Regions from separate parts of the Sus scrofa genome. Here region 2 is linked to region 1. The links are chromatin contacts, called in public HiChIP or PLAC-seq maps. All regions are on one chromosome and are shown on one strand. Each heading gives the region's core, a stretch centred on a gene start, on an enhancer-like site or on the middle of the called end of the contact. The rest is flanking DNA. Distances are from core to core; before and after follow the strand shown. Region 1 overlaps PDLIM5 (PDZ and LIM domain protein 5). Region 2 has its middle 42 kb from the start of PDLIM5.

Region 1 (5,869 bases), core at 1,232-3,731:
CCATTCAGTGGGTTAAGGATCTGGCCTTGCCATGAGCTGCAATGCAGGTTGCAGGCATGGCTCGGATCTGGCTGTGGTGTGGCTATGGTGTAGGCTGGCAGCTTCAGCTTCGATTCGACCCCTAGCCTGGGCACTTTCATATGCCACAGGTACAGCCCTTAAAAAAAAAAAAAAAAAAAAAAAAAGATAGGTATTGAGACGCATTCTGACTCAGAAAATCTGAGCGACAATCCAGGAATCTAATAATCCTCTAGGAAAGAACAAGGGTCTATGGGTACAAGTTCCAGAAAGAAAGATTTCAATTCTCAGCACAGTAAGGGCTTGAAAACATTCAGAACATTCCAGAAATGAAATGATTTCCTTGCAAAGTAATGAGATTCCTATTCCTGGGTATATTCAAGCAGAAGGCAGACAGCCACATGCTACGGGTACTGTACAGGAGACACATGACTCTGAAAAGGAGAGACAGCGTGAGTGCACGATAACTCATCGGTGAGGAAACAGCCAGAATGCAAGAGACCAGGACTCAGTTTTAGTCACACATGGTAAATGGTCTTCCTCCATGACAGTAATACGGCCGTGAAGCTCTGATTTTCATTAGACATCCGTTACTTCAGTTAGATTGCAAACATTTTTTGTTCTACTGTAACAAATGCTAGAAAATGAAATATGAGTTTCGTTCTAGCTAGAGTTCAGAGAAACTAAAGGTACATTATTAAAATAAATAATAAGCATAGCTTCAAAATTATTGCAAAATAACTTTCTGTGAAACTGTGATGACACTGGTAAATGGAAGAAAGAAGAGAGTAGGTCTCCAGGCCAGAAAAAATTGATTATTCAGGGTATTACGAATTACCTCTACACAGGAGAGTTATATTGTTCCATAAAGATGTAACAGTAATCACTCCAAATGGCAATAAAGGAGCTCAGAGAAACAAGCAGATCAGGGTGAGAACCTAAAAGGGGTAGAACTCCAAAGTGGTCCAGAGACAGGGGTTCGAATGACCTTTCCTGAGGATCCGATAGATTGAAAAGTGAGTCTCGGATATCGAAGCTAGCACAGGTCATCAGACGCTTGGGCCTTTTAAAACAGGACTATCATCAGAGATTGGGTGGTTTAATTGGTAAGAAAAGAATTCTTTCTGGTAACCAAGTGACAGACACAAACATCTAGGAGGAGAAACTTAGCAGATCTCTGAAATAAATTCATGTATGACCAGTACAATATTACTGCTATTTTGGTCCCAATGCGAAGTTGCACCATCAAAAATATCTTTCTTCAGGTTCCCACTGTGGTGCAGCCAAAGCAAATGCAACTAGTATCCATGAGGACACAGGTTTGATCCTGACCTTGCTCAGTGGGTCAGGGAACTGGCGTTGCCATGAGCTATGGCGTAGGTCTCAGATGCAGCTCAGATCTGGCGTGGCTGTGGCTGTGGTGTAGGCTAGCAGCTACAGCTCTGATTCAGCCCCTAGCCTGGGAACCTCCATATGCTGCAGGGCAGCCCTAAAAAGACCAAAAAAAAATCTTCCTTCTACATGATGAAAGGTTATTATAATATATTATTTTGGGAGAGGTCAGTGAAAAATACCCATCTTGTTCAATTAAAAATTCTACTGGCTAAAGAGAGGTTAAGGAATGCTCTTGTAGTAATAATTTAAATACTGAATTAACATCCGAAAAAGTTGTTTTCAAAACTAAGTACACCAATGAGTTCCCTGGTGGCTCAGTGGGTTAAGGATCTAGCATTGTCACTGCAGTGCCTTGGGCTGCTGCTGCGGCATGGGTTCAACTCTGGCCTGAGAACTTCCACATGCCACAGGCATGGCCAAAAAAACCTCAAAAATACAAAAAACCTAAATACACCTATCACTGACTTTATCTGCCCTGGTTTGTTCACTTGTTTAAGAAAATAACTGGCAGGGAAAGGGAGGTAGTTTGGATGATATAAGGTGTCTTGCCACTCTAACAATTTATCTTTCGATGCCTGTTTATGACTCCTAGTTTCACAGGGGTAGGAAAAATAATTTTAGAATATCCAACATCTAGGAGTTCCCGTCATGGCACAGAGGAAACGAATCCGACGAGGAACCATGAGGTTGCCAGTTCCATCCCTGGCCTTGCTCACTGTGTTGCTGTGGCTGTGGCGTAGGTCAGAAGCTGTAGCTCCAATTCAACCCCTAGCCTGGGAACCTCCATATGCCACAGGTACGGGCCTAAAAAGCAAAAAAAAAAAAAAAAAAAAAAGAAAGAAAGAAAAAAAGAAATATCCAACATCTAATATCTCCAGTCTTGAAAACAAAAAGAGAGTATCACAAATGTCTGTTGTTGATTTTAAAAAATCAACAAAATTGCAAAGTAGGAAGGAAGGAACTTGACTATGTGCCCATCCTACAAAATATTTGGCATACCTACATTGGCACTACACCCACACAGAGATCTATTTCAACATGCTGCCTGGAACAGGTTTGATGCTAATAATAAAGAAGAGAAGGAGGGAAGGGGAAGCGACATTGGAGAGTTAGATGTTTTACAGGTAGTCATTCATTTAACCTCACAAAGAGGCTGTAAAGTACTAGCATTCTTAGTCTATAAGTGAGGAAATGAAGAGAGAATTTATGTTATCACTTTAAGGTCACAGAGCTAGGAGGTCACGGTGCTGGGGCTGGAACTCAGGCCTTGTGATTGCAAAGTCCAGCTTGTGATCCTGGCTGGGCTGCCCTTCCACCTGGCACATCATCTGCCACTCATTCTCCCTCCTGAGATAACATGCTGCACGCTCCAGCCAAAGGCACATGTTTTACTCTCGCTCAGCTGAATTCCTAAATCCCATCGGGCTGTCGCTCCTACCTAGACAGACCAGGCTAGCTCTAAATTGCTACCCTAACTCTCAGGTATCCAAACACAGGTATCCATACATCACACAAGTTTAAGAAAAATTCTTCAGTCAAAATTTCTAACCATACAGACCAAAAAGAAAGAGAGAGGAAGCAGAAGGAGAAGGAGGCAGGAGGGAAAAGGAAGAGAAACAGAAAAGAGGAAGTGAAGGAAGAGAGAGAAGTGGCCAGAAGGCGAGGGACCTCCCCCCTCACCGTCGCCTCTCCCAAAAATTTCCTTTCTTCACTTTAAAATCCCTGCAGTTCTCCTACTGAGTGACCCTTACTCCAAAACCCAACACATAGGCTCATCTGAGGAGGAGGGAAGTTGGCCTGCCCAGTGTCCGCCTTCCAAGGGGGGCTGTTACCCTATTTCCTCCTGCCACTTTCATCTTGGAGGGAGGATCTTCCCAGGGACCCCACCCCACGCCCCCATGAATGATGACTGGAGCGTCTCCTTGAGGAGGCTGGTGAGGGAGGGATAAGAATTGATCAATAAAACATGACTGATCAATGAACTAACACAGAGCAGAGAGCATGGCTCCTCAAAGCATCTGTGAACAGCCAGTTTTTCAAAATCTCCAATCTGTTTAATAAAAACACAACAAAAAACCAAATTATCTGAAAATTTAAATGTAACTGTATTAATATCAAAGACCAATTTCCGTGCCTTTAAACATCATGATATTTGAGAGAGTTAAAAAAGATTTTTTAGAAATTCAGAAAAACAATTTTTTTCTAAGTGTCAACAGGAATTACCAGAAGGGATTAGACAACGTGATTATGGGCAATTTTACAATTTTTCTTCTTTATACTTCATATTTTAAAAATTAGTGGAAGTAAATCAAGTTAAAAAACAAAACAAAACAAACATCATCTCAGTTGCTACAGCTTATTTCATGACACATGAAAGCTTGAGTAGCCCGAATGTCATTTCTGCCTTTTTATCTTTTATACTTTTTCGGTGTTCTTCCGCCATCATTTCCCCAGTGTAAAAAGAAAAATGTATGCATAACTTACGTAAAATTTCCTGGGGCTGGATATTATGGGTATCGACTCCCTAGTTTGGAAGATCTATTAAAATGTTAACTGTGTTCACACATGTCTCTTCGGCTAAAAATTAATGAAAGAATTCACAGACGTTAATAAAATTTGCAACTTTTCAAACACCCTTAAATGGTTTTAGATGCTTTGAAAGGAGCTGCTTTTGCTGATAGGCAGAATAACTTATTCAGAAAAAAAAAATCGTGGCGTTCCCATTGTGGCGCAGTGGTTGACGAATCCGACTAAGAACCATGAGGTTGCGGGTTCCATCCCTGGCCTTGCTCAGTGGGTTAAGGGTATGGCATTGCCGTGAGCTGTGGTGTGGGTTGCAGACGTGACTGTGACCCCGTGTTGCTGTGGCTCTGGTGTAGACCAGTGGCTACAGCTCCGATTAGACCCCTAGCCTGGGAACCTCCATATGCCATGGGAGTGGCTTGAAAAAAGGCAAAAAGACCAAAAAAAAAAAAAAAAATCATATCACATTTAGATTCTCTATGTACAAAGTTTTTATATTAAGAGTCTACCCTCATAGAAAATATATACAGTTCTTAAAACACAGGAGGAACTCCCTGGGGCCTTAGCAGTTAAAGATCCTGTGTTGTCACTGCTTTGGCTCAGTCACTGCTGTGGCTCGGGTTCGATCCCTGGCCCAGGAATTCCCACACACTGCAGGCACCACCAAAAAATATAGATATAGATATAGATATGGATATAGATGATACAAAAAGTTGGTCAACACTAAGATTATTTGCCACCTATCAGAGAGCTAAGCTGTAACTGTGTGTTGCCAGGATGTGGGGAAATAGACACCTTCATACATTACTGCACTAAACAGTAGGTTCCTGTTACTTACTGATTTTGTAGGTAATAGTGCTGTGTCTCAGGGAATAGGGAGGCCTGAGGACAGGGAGAGAGAAGTGGGTGCAGGGCTGGTGGATGCAGCTGATGGAACACATAACAACATCTATGGGTTAAGTTCGCTGTTCTACACGGATATGGTTTGTCATATCCCCAGACAATTAGAAGAGTGACGTCAAAGAGGATCACAGATCACCATAACAAATATAATAATAAAGTTTGAAATATTGTGACATAAAGACACAAAGTGAGCAAATGCTCTGGGGAAAACGGCAACAACAGATTTTGCTGGACCCAAGGTTGCCACGAAACTTCAATTTAGAAAAAAATGCAGAGCAGAGGGAAGTTACACAGAGGTTATTTACTAGGTATGTCTGTTATAGTTTTTTATTTGAACCCTACAAATATATTAGAGATTCAATAAACATATAAATAAATAAATGAAAGCTTAATTTTACTCTCAACAATGGGGAGAGAAGATATAAATAATTACTTTTTCTCTCCATTTTATGTTTCCTCTTCTGTAATTAATTTAATAAAGACCTGTGGTCATAGCAGTTGATAAAAATAATATAGTAGGTAAAAATAGTAATAGTTTATATGCCTCCTGACCATAAGAAATGTCTTCTACAGAGATAGCTTCACTTTTTAGGCACACATATTAACACAAAATATCTTTTGGTGAATATTTGGTCTACTCAATCTTACTTCAAAATTTTCTTTAAAGTATTCAAGCTCTCATCTATCAATTTTTACCTGCTAAAGTAGACCACAATGCCCAACACTAAAGGAGTGCATGCAATAATCTGCAATAAAAACCCACGGGCAAAGTCCTTTCTGCCTACATTTATAGCATTCACAGCTTTTACAGCTATTGTTTTAACCGACTGCTAAATGAGAGTAAAATATTGGACAGCTATCATCATAAAGTCACATCATGAAGTGAAAAGAGTTACCTATTTTTTAATGTGAGGTGTTATGAAAGTAAATAATATGGGCCTCTCAACCAGTCTAGAGGTCAACCAGGTTGACTCAAAAATCTAGGGGTTCCCCAGGCAGAAAGATTTTCAAAAAGATCAGTATGTGTGAA
Region 2 (5,339 bases), core at 2,481-4,980, 91 kb after region 1:
TAATTTTCAATTGCTCCAAGAGTTTTTCCTGTTAAGTGTTCCATAGCACATACAATAAAACTTTTCCAAAACATTTGACACAATCATAACGCAAATATATGTACACTGATTAATCGTATTGAATGTCTATTCGCTGTCGTCAAGAGAATATAAAGAAAAGTAAAATATATTCCTTTTCCTCAGACTCTTTATCTCAATTAAAATAAATTAACATATGAGACGAAAAAAGTAGAAAACAATTCGAGACACTCTAAGAGGGAAAAACAGGGACAAGAATTGCCATTGTGCTAGAGGAAACAAGGATTCCCAGCCTCCTCTCTTCTCCATCTCAGAAGAGTAAAATTATTTGCATAACTGAATTCTGGGATTTGTTTAGGTACAGTCAGGAGCATGAGAAAAGCATACAGAAAGCTTAAAAAAAAAAGGCAGACAAGCTCGTAGATCAAGATAACAAAGAGGAGGAAGCAAAAGAAAGAAACAAGTTGGGAAGAAACACAATGCTTTGGGTTGAGTGTCCTGGGTGAGTGGGTGGTAGTGAGACAAGGTCTAGAGGAGCTATGAAGTGCAGGCTATGAACACGGGGAGGCTGGCTGTTCTTTTACACTTCAGCCCATCTTTTCCTGCCTTTTGGCTCACGCCTTGTTTCATCCCACTCTTAGATTTGCGGAAGCCTGAGCTCAAGTCTTGAGGCCTTGCTCCACGTGTGTCTGTCCCTCGTTTCCTTGAGCAGGCTCATGCCCGGGCTTCCTCCTGGCCCAGCCCGATCACTGATGTGTGTTACTGAGTGAACCATCTCAGGCGTGACCCCAGGAAGCATCTTCCTCCTGTGGCCCCTTTTCTAGGGCCAACGGCCTGGGCTCCAAGAGGGGTGCTCAGCCCTCACCTGCCAAGCCCTGGCCCCAACTGCACTGACTGTCAGAGAATAAGAACAAAGCTGATGCTAATTACTTAATACACTTTTATGAAATTGTTTTCTTATGTATTACTATAACACAAGTAGCATTTAGGATGATTAAAGAGGAGAGAAGGTGAGGGGCAAGAGATTATAATAGGTGGTGAATTACAAAGGCTTGTAAAAGTAACAGCTCTGAGTGGAAATTGCTGTGAGTCAAAGAGATGTCTATAAAGAAGACCAGCAAGCTCTGGTAACCACAAAGGGAGGGGTGGCCGGATATAATTAGAGGTAGTCAGCAGCGACTTTGAGGTCTTATAACGAGGCAATGGCCCGACGAAATGCAACTGTCCAATGTGATGGTACAGAGTGGGGGATTTGAATGGCAGACAGTGATGCAACAAAGGCTGTGTTTGCCAAGGTCAGCTTGACTCAGCAATGGTGCTATCTGGCTGAATTGGAGTTAGAGATGGAAAACAAGATAATTTATGTGAGGATCTTTTGAAATGTTTGCTGAAAGCACAGCATGAAAATTGCTCCCTCAGTGGCAAGAAAGCGAAAACAATTTAATTACATCAGTGCAGTGCTTCTAAAGAGACATCCACGCAATTCCTGATTTATGAAGCGCTCATGAAGACTTTTTTTTTTCTTTTTAAAAGGATGTGATAGTTTCTAAAATTCTCAACAAGAGAAGAAACTAAAATCGACTCTAAGTTGACCTTTCACAGGTACTGTCACATAAAGATATTTCTGGACTTCTTAGTTGAAAGCCTTTTTTTTTAATACATAGGGAATGATTGACACTTACTGTGTGAGTGAATATTTATTTTTTATTCATATTTCAGCAATGAATTTTTGCTCATGCCTAATCATGTCTCCTACAAAGTTCAATAATCTAGGTTGTGGAGGATCAATTTCACAAACTAAGACAAGTCTGAGGTCTGTCAAAACGAGACCAGCTTTTCTGAAGTGCTGATATGGATTCAGTGCATCACAAGGACTGAGTAACCTGTGTGTTAATTAAGGTAAAATCTTCAAGAGTTTAAATCTTGCCCTCAGGTTCCTAAGCTCCCTGATGGTAGTAGCAGTTTTATTATGGGAAGTCACCTGCTGGGTTAGCTTTGAGTTACTTCTTTTTCATGATCTATGAAATTCATAAAGGAATATCCTTTTGAAAAGATCTTCTGAAAGGACATTCATTGCATGTCCCTAGGTACAAAGAAAGTTCTGTTGGGTACTTCTGCTAAGAGGTGTTTTTTAAAAATACCATTCTTCACAACATAAACAGGAAAGATGTGGAGTGGGTGGATTAGTCAGAGGATGGAGACTTATTTTGGAAGTATAGAGTGAGAGAAATGACATTTCTTGGCTCAGTTCCCAGTATTGTTTACCGGGCATGTTTTACATGTGAAAAAAGCAGTGTTCACACCCGACAGTCCCATTTTCTAGTCAACTGGTAGTGCATGAAGTGTCTATGGATAGTGTTTGGGGGAATTAAAATTCCGAAGGATTAATTAAAATTAACCTTTGTTATACTTGCCCAAGACAGACATAAAGCACAGAAGCAATATTGAGGAGCCTCACTGACTTCGCTTTTGTCATCTGTATAAAGTGAAAAGGCTTTGCCAAAAGCAAACCAGTCACTGGTCCTTCGTCTCTTCTGAAGACTAGCATAGCTCACCCGAAGATAGCGAATCACTGCCAGTGAGTCGTGAAATAGTCTTCAACTGAGTATATGTCCCTGAGCAGAGTTTCCAAACCCTAAGGCTAATTTTCCATGTCCCTGAACCTCAATCTTGTTAAGTTAGGCTACAGAAAGAAAAAAAAAAAAGTGGAAAATAAATTAAATCCAGCTGTGATCATGCATACCTCCCCGTAACCCTAGAGATGTTTATGAGGCTGCGAGGTTTCAAGGCACATGTTTTGAAAATCACTGCAAACTTTCTTATTTAGTTGAAATTCCCAGATAGAATGTGAAACTACAAGAACCGTGAGGAAAACAGGAAAAGGGGCCTTTTGTTCAACACTTAACCTCTGATGTAGCTTTCAGTGGCAGAGTTATCAGAAGACACGACATGGGTCATTTGTTGGAGGAATGTTGAGAAGGATGTTTTTACATTCAGTTTAACGTACGCTCTAAAAATTGCCAGCTTGATCCATAAAAGAAAAACTAGGTTTCATCAAAATTAAAAAAAATTTTTTTAATTAAAAAAATAAAAATAAAGAACACATAAAAATTGCTAGCTAGTAGTAACTAGTGACGAACTGTGAAGGTGGAGGCACAGACTATTGGCACGGAAGCGAGAGCTTGCAAATTTTCTACATTAAAAATTACGTTAGTGAGAACAAGAATGTATACTTTTCGACGCAGGAAAATACTGTGTCTAAAGAAAATCCAAATGAGGTAGCTTTTAAAAATCAAAAAGAGCAGGAAGATGATTCTGAGCTCTGGCCTTGTTCTTCTCCCTGTTCTTTGTTTCAATCCCCAACCTGTTCGATGAAAGGTGAAAGGGACTCGTCTAAATTCATCCCAGGAGGGGGCCGAAACACCTAAGACTTTGATGTAAGACGCTTTCTAATGTTTAAATTTATGGCCAGTTAAATAGCTGTCTGATTAATTGGCTTTTCAGCTACATCACTTTTGGTAAGTTACAAGTCACTATGAATCAGACTGTCTTTCTGAAAAGCTGTCAGGAATGGCTGAAAGGTTTCTTTTTAGCTTTTGCTCCAACTGACCTGGGAGAAGCCTAGCAGAGGGAGGTTCCGAAAGCCTCCTCCTCCCTCTCCTGGTCGCTACTGGATGAGGAGGGGCTGCCGGGGGCCCAGGACTCTATTCCTTATATGGGCTTGAGTAGCGTGATCTCGAAAGATCTGGGCTTGCTTGCATCGTGCCAGCTCAGCACTGGCTGTTCTCAAGGGAAAAAGTTGTGAAACTCCACCAACCTGAGTGAGGATGAGACATCATCATTGCCCACTCAGAGTTCATGGTCGAGTGCTGACCGTCCAGAGTCAAGGGGGTCAGGATGAAGGTCATCTTATTGATATGGATTGCCAGGGTCAGAAAGGTGACATTCTTCCTCCCAACCCACCACACCCACGTGGGTGGTTTTTTTCCCTTAAAAACAAATTGACTGTCCCTGGAGATTTGAAATGCAGATGGGAAATTTTCTGGGAGAAGCTCGAAAGAAGACATCCACATTTTGGAATGGAAAAGAAAGAAAACCGTTAAATTGGTGATGAATGAAAATAGAATTCGGGATAAAGAGAAGCACAGGATGTGAAAATGGGGAAAAAACAATGGAAAAACTAGAAGACTGTAAGGGAAAATATAAAGCTACAAACGTAACTATTGCCAATAATTTAGTTTCTTATTATGTTTGCCTTTTGAGCATTGATTACATTTGAAATATTTCTAATGATGGTCAATTTAATATTTTTACTGGCAACTTAAGTTCTTGGCTAAACTTCCTAGAGCTATTTATGGACATTTTCCCTCGCCTGCCTATAAAAATACATCACTGAAGTATTTTTAACAGCAAAGCCTGTATGAGACAGTTTACTTTCATGACCTGTCAGATACTTGTGGCTGCTTCTAAGTAGCCTCATTTGTAAACCCTTGTTTGTGAATTTTTTCTCCTAAATTGATGCCATTTTTACAAAAAAAAAAAAAAAAAGGTACTCGTGTAATCACTAAGAATATACTATATATGGCTAAAACTTTGCATAATTTCACACCATTGCAGGTGAGTTTGGTTACTTCTAGAAATAATTTTTAAATCCCAATGACCCTGAAGAAGGATCTACTTTTTCTTTAATACAAGCCAAAGCTGCTGCTATGTTCCTTTTCTTTAAGCTTCAGAATAGTTTATCAGTAACAAGAAGCAGAGAGCAAAACAAGAGATATGCTTTTATAAAATGAGCTATACGAGAGGGGATGCTTTTGAGAGATTATATAATTCTCTATGTCTAACCGGGAAAATACTCCCATTATATAGGTCAGAAATAGCAAATAAGTTTCCTTGCCTGTGCCAATCAGTTGTCACTGATCACTTGCTAGAAAAAGTGTTGGGATTTTCAAAAATATTAATGACTTTATAGAAGTTATGGCTATTTTTGGCAAGGAGAAATATTCCAGAGATGCTACATAGTATCCTTCCCCATGACTACATTCATTAAAAATTTAAAATCTCTGGAGTTCCCATCCTGGCTCAGTGGTTAACAAATCTGACTAGCATCCATGAGGACACAGGTTTGATCGATGACCTTGCTCAGTGGGTTAAGGATCCGTTGCTGCCGTGAGCTGTGGTGTAGGTCACAGACAAGGCTCGGATCCCGAGTTGCTGTGGATCTGGCATAGGCTGGCAGCTGCAGCTCTGATTTGACCCCTAGCCTGGGAACCTCTGTATGCTGCAGGTGAGGCCCTAAAAATAGCAAAATAAAATAAAAT

Evidence for each region. HiChIP or PLAC-seq counts read pairs in DNA pulled down with a chosen protein or histone mark.
Region 2: an H3K27ac HiChIP or PLAC-seq map of skeletal muscle shows a contact between it and region 1. The contact joins two enhancer-like sites. A contact is called at or near these places in 3 of 47 Hi-C or Micro-C datasets (embryonic fibroblasts, fibroblasts and skeletal muscle) and 2 of 2 datasets of contacts at active chromatin or transcription factors (alveolar macrophages and skeletal muscle).

The regions. Positions count from the first base shown.
Region 1 is chr8:125,209,525-125,215,393 of Sscrofa11.1, forward strand. All of the region lies in intron 2 of PDLIM5 (PDZ and LIM domain protein 5), which reads right to left. Among named protein-coding and RNA genes, the nearest start is that of PDLIM5, 48 kb to the right of the region's middle. Within about 2 kb of position 2,482, at least 9 of the 83 cell types and tissues checked have an H3K27ac peak or open chromatin away from gene starts, as enhancers often do. A contact at or near this core is called in skeletal muscle, where this site is marked.
Region 2 is chr8:125,299,466-125,304,804 of Sscrofa11.1, forward strand. No RefSeq gene overlaps it. Among named protein-coding and RNA genes, the nearest start is that of PDLIM5, 42 kb to the left of the region's middle. Within about 2 kb of position 3,731, at least 17 of the 83 cell types and tissues checked have an H3K27ac peak or open chromatin away from gene starts, as enhancers often do. A contact at or near this core is called in skeletal muscle, where this site is marked.